Regions from separate parts of the Sus scrofa genome. Here region 2 is linked to region 1. A link is a contact called in public Hi-C data. All regions are on one chromosome and are shown on one strand. The core of a region is the stretch at or near the end of the contact, and the rest is flanking DNA. Distances in the headings are between cores, read along the strand shown.

Region 1 (2,645 bases), core at 44-2,543:
TGCATCATGCAGCCACAACTACAGTGAAAGAAGCAATGACTGCTAAGCCTCCTTCCGCTTTGCCGGCAACACATTCCACACCTAGGAAAACGTCTCAAGCTCTCAAATCAGGTGGTACGGAAGGTGCCACCTTTGAGTAGGACTCAGAAAGGAGAATGGCTCTACAGCAGGTCCTGACTGCAGAGCATAGAGTCAAAAATCCCAGCACACCCTACAGTATTCAAGATGTCAGTAGCAGTAAAAGATACGGTGTAAAGTTTACAGCAAGTCCCAGTGGAAGAATCACAACACTGAAGTTGGAACAAGGTCAAAATGTAGCTTTCTATAACTCTCCTTATTCCCAGGGAGTGATTTATACACTCAGACCTTGCTCAACAATCAGATACAAGCCTAAATAAAGAATTGTAAAATACTACCTAAAATGCCATGGGAATTCTGGTTTGCTTCTTTTTATTTCCAGGATAACAATTATAAGATAGAGAAAATGAGAAACATTGACACCACCTTTTGACAAAACACAGCTGCCAGAGTATTGGGGAAAATACTTAACACCTGTATGACTAGGAACCCATTTTCTCTAGCATTATTTTGAAGAGATGCAATTTTATTTCTGTGGGGGAAGATTGCAATTCTAATACATATGTAAACAATATATTTCCCATAAACATATTCTTTTGGCATTCATTCTCAGTATTCATACTTATCTGTAATATATTATGAGAGCTAGTGATTATCTCATCTCATCACTTTCTATCAGAAAAACTTGGGTTTTTTTTTTGTTTTTTTTTTGTTTTTTTTTTTTTTTTTTTTTTCAGCCTCACTGGCAGGCACATGGAAGTTTCTTGGCCAAGAATCAAATCCAAGCCACAGCTGCAGCAAAACCAGATCCTTAACCCACCACGCCAGGCTCGGGATCAAACCTGTGCCTCCACAGAGACTAGCTGGATCATTAACCCACTGTGCCACCGAAGGAACTCCCTATCAGAAAAACTAGCAGTAGTTTTTCTAAAATGTGTTATTATTTGCTTAGCTGATTATACTCATTTGCAGTGGTTGTTTTTGGGTTGTTCATTTGTTTGTGTCTTTTTAGGGCTACACCTGTAGCATAGGAAGTTCCCAGGCTAGGGGTTGATTGGAGCTGCAGCTGCCAGCCTATGTCGCATCCACAGCAACATCAGATCCGAGCCTCAGGTGCAACCTATGCCCCAACTTGCAGCAACGCCAGATCCTTAGCGTATTGAGCAAGGCCAGGGATCGAACCTACGTCATCATGGATACTAGTCAGGTTAGGTTCCTTAATGCTGACCACAATGAGAACTCCTACAATGGATTTTTTTTTCTTTTGTCTTGCCTTTCATAAGGGATATGTCTGATTTCCATTTGAGAGTTGCCACAAGTTCAGTTATGAGCTTTGACAATTTATGGTTCACATAAAGAACTGTAAAAAGCTTTTAAAACCTGTCCTAGTCCCTTTTGCTCATCCTGCCCTACCCAAAGTGGCCCTTCCCAACACTCCTTTTTTGGTCAAAGCAGATCTATAGGTCTAAAATGTCCAGCTGAGTGACAGGGCAAAAACTTTTTGCTGGTTTTTTTCAGACGTCAGGACAATACTGAGGTAAGCATGGATGACAATACAAGGTTAATCTGTTCTCACATATCTTTTAGAAATATGAATAAAATTAATCATTCCCATTGTACTTTACTGTGAACAGAGAATAACTGCAATATGAATTGGACACTAGCAGGAAAGAGAATGCTAATAATATAAACTGGATTATAAAATCCACTAGTCAATTTTAAGAATGTATTTCAGTATGAATAGCAGAATTCCTCAGATTTGCTTTTTTTTTTTTGGTATGTGCATTCTGGGAACTCTGATAACTGAATACAATTTCAACAGGGCTCAAACCTGTGACCTCAAAACGAGGTTCACAGAACAGTACACAATGATGAAACCTGAAGCAATAAACCACAGATGAACCGAGATGTAAGCATTCATACTGCTAGGACAGGGCTGCATTTTCATTTATTTTGTTTTGGAGTTCTACTGGGTTGTCTTTCAGACACCTTCCCTTCATTCCTTAAAATGTCGGAAGGGTGTTAGGGGACAATCCAATAGTCTAGATAGATCCCAGTAAAGTTCAGCACATAGTTCACAAAACGTTACCGAGTTATTTCTGAATGTAGGAATTATCCCTCTGGGCGAATGGAGGAAAATTTACACTTGAGGGTCCCTTTGAATGGCTGGAGTTTAAAAAATCTCAGTTCCTCCGTCTTTGTTCCTCTTTAACTGGGTTCGGAGACCACCTGTCCCGAAGGGCACACCTGCAACTCTCAATGCCTGCAGTTCCCCGCCTCCAGCTCTCGAAGGGAGGTGCTGAGCGGGAAGAAAAGAGCCGGCGCGCGGCCGCCAGCGGACCGGGGCGGGGACGCCGAGGGGCGGAGCCGACGGGCGCGAGCGGGGTGTGCGCGCCGCCGCCGCGTCACCAGCGTGCGGCACGTGCCCGTGTTTACGTCCCTCGTGGAGCCGCCGACGTCAGCAGCCGAATAGCAACATTGTGGCGATTCTGAGGCGCAGAGTTTAGGAGACCCGTCCCTCCATCAGGCCGGCTCCAGGCGGTCGGCAAGAAGAGGCGGGGGGGCGG
Region 2 (2,645 bases), core at 72-2,571, 230 kb after region 1:
CCTAACTACATCTTAGATGCATTTATTCAACCACCAAAAAGGGTGGGGGGGAATTCTGGAAGTTCTTTTTTGACACAAAGCATTGACAATCTGTCAATGAAACGACCAGATCATTATTCCATCAATACATAATAGCTGTCTGGCTTAAATTAGGAGGAGTCACTCATTTTATTGAGTTACTGTATGAAGAGTTAATAAAAAGTTGGAAAATGCACTTCTGCTTGACTTGGGATCTGAAAGGTGTAGATCTGACACTGTTAACACAAACTGATGACATGATCACAAAAGCAAAAACAAAAAAACAAACAAACAAAAAAACCAAAACCGAAAAGTGAACAAGTTCTTTCAACAAAAAGCTTTTCTTATTTAGGCTCTGATCTCCAACTAAGCACAGGGCACTGGGGAGCCCTTGTCAGTAAGACTTTCAGATTTTCGTTTTAATGCCCCAATAAGTCAATTCTATTGATTTTAGCTATGGCTATTCAAGGGCAAAACAGAGGGCACAGTGAGGGCAACAATTTACACTGGATCATTTTCAAGGACTGAAATCCAACCGCTCAATACTTTACAATTGTTCCTTTGTGCACCTGATTATTCTAAAGGCACCGAGAGAATGCAGTACTTCTCTTTGAAAGAAATCGGCAACAAAACCTATGACAACATTACTTTGATCACAAACTGCTGCGGCACTTTAACCAAGAAAGGACAGGAAGTGTTGTCTTCTTAAATATCACTAATAAAACTATATTCTGGTGACAAGTAACAGACGTGCGTTCCTTAATTATGGCCTCCGGTGTCACTCCACAAAAATAACTTGTTAAAAGGTTAACACTAGCTTAGCAAGGTGGCAAATTTGCTTGATAACATAAAACACAGACAATCCACCACCACCGCTCTATCACACAAATACATAAACAGACTCGAAGTGGTGTTAAACACAAAAATTCTTACCCCATTTTGCCCAATGAAAACTTGCTCTGAAGTTTCTGCTCTTATACTACGTAATAACTTCCAAAGGAATTTCTCCGTCTGCTATTTCGCAGTAGCTTGTCCACCCCCCGAGATCCTTTTCTGGAGGTATTTCAGTGATGCTGTAAATTCAGTTAGTTCCCTTAGATAAAATGATTTCTTTCTGGGAAATACCAAAACGTTCAAACAGAGGTGGCATTTGCTTGTTAGAATTAAAATGCTGCGCGGAGGAGACAGCGGTCAACTCTATTCCACAAAATGAGTCTACGTGTCGGAAAACGCAGAATCCAGCTTCACCGAGTCCTGTGAAAAATGAGTTCGGTGGTCATTTCGTTCCTGTCCTCCTCCACACTCAGGGAGAGCCAGGTAACTCGGCCTTTTCGATGCTACTAAGGCTGCGGGTTCAAATTTCTCCACCACACCGGGTCCCTGGGGGTGGAGCGTGCAACCCAATGCGACGTGCACTGGAGAGATCCCTAAGAGAAAATAAAAATCCTAAAAGCAGTAATGTCACTGCTTCCCTGCGCTCACATTAGAAAAAGCTATATAGAAAAATCTCCTCGAAGTGCGAACCTGGCAACTCGCGACGTGCATGGCAGTCCACATTGGAATCTGTCTTTTAATTTTTTTTTCCCCCTCCTAAGACCGGGAGCAGAGAGGAGGCGGGGAGGAGGAAGAGAAGGCTGGGCAGGATCGATCCATTCTCCCGAGGAGAACACACGGAGCCATTTCCAGGCTGGCAGCAGGCTGGGGGCGCAGCGCACGCCGGGGAACAGGGGGGAGGGGGCCCGATCCCACTTCCCTCAGCCCCTGCCCGCCCCCCGCCGCCGAGCACAATGAAGCCCGGCTCGCGCCCGGCCCTTCATTCGCGGCTGCCCTTCTTCCCTCCTCTCTTCGGAGCACCGCAGGTCTGAGGCTCCCAGCGGCAAAGAATGAATGAATCAGAAAGCCAAGCCCCACGCTGCCCCCAGCACCGGCGCCCAGCTCCGGGGCGAGCTGAGCAGAGGCGGAGGACAGGGCTGAAGGGTCGACGGGCGCCCGCCCGACTCGAGGCGGGCAGCTAATCCTGCGTCGGGCGCAGGGGAACGGGGCTCGCAGCCGCGGAAGAGCCGCTGCTCCAGCGCCCCCACCCCTGCTCCTCGCCTCTCCCGCTCCGCGTCGCCGCCACACGCCGCCTCACAGTCCCCGGGCCCCGCCGCCGCCTCCTCACACTTCCATCACCGCCCCGCTCCGCCGGCCTCCAGCTCCCGCTCGGCAGAGCAGCGCCGGCCGGGCGGCCCGAAGCCCGCCGCTGCCTGTGCCTCCGCCCGCCGCTCGCAGAGCGGAGGACACCGCTTCCCAGGTCAGTGCAGCCAGCGAGAAGCGAGCGCGGCGGTAGAGCGGGCTGCTGGGGGCGGGGGAGGGGGGCGGGGAGAACGAGGAGCTGTGCGGTCCCTCCCCCTGCTCGCGGGAGGGGGCGCGAGGCAGTTGCAGCCGCCCCGACGCGACCGGGAGCCGGGGGTTGGGGTGCTGACGGGTCCCAAAGGCCCGGCGGGGCCCTGCGGCCAGCAAGCTGGAGGAGGCGGCAGCCGCGAGGGCGGTGGGGAGGCTGGTGGTCAGGGGCCGAGCCGGCCCTCGTGGGGAGCTAGGCCGGCCGGCAGATTCGGCTGTCCGTCCTTTTTTCCTTCCCCCCCCTC

The links. A called contact is a pair of places that touch in the nucleus more often than the background predicts.
Region 2: a contact with region 1 is called in a Hi-C map of skeletal muscle, with 4 times the contacts expected there. The contact joins the promoter of HOMER1 here to the promoter of JMY in region 1. A contact is called at or near these places in 1 of 5 promoter capture datasets (liver), 9 of 47 Hi-C or Micro-C datasets (alveolar macrophages, embryonic fibroblasts, fetal heart ventricle and 4 more) and 1 of 2 datasets of contacts at active chromatin or transcription factors (skeletal muscle).

Annotation. Positions count from the first base shown.
Region 1 is chr2:88,020,279-88,022,923 of Sscrofa11.1, forward strand. JMY (junction-mediating and -regulatory protein) reads left to right here and starts at 1,294. Exons shown (of 10, transcript XM_021084484.1): 1 at 1,294-2,645.
Region 2 is chr2:88,252,522-88,255,166 of Sscrofa11.1, forward strand. It overlaps HOMER1 (homer scaffolding protein 1), which reads right to left and starts at 1,322. Exons shown (of 9, transcript NM_001243811.1): 1 at 952-1,322. The coding sequence starts at 956.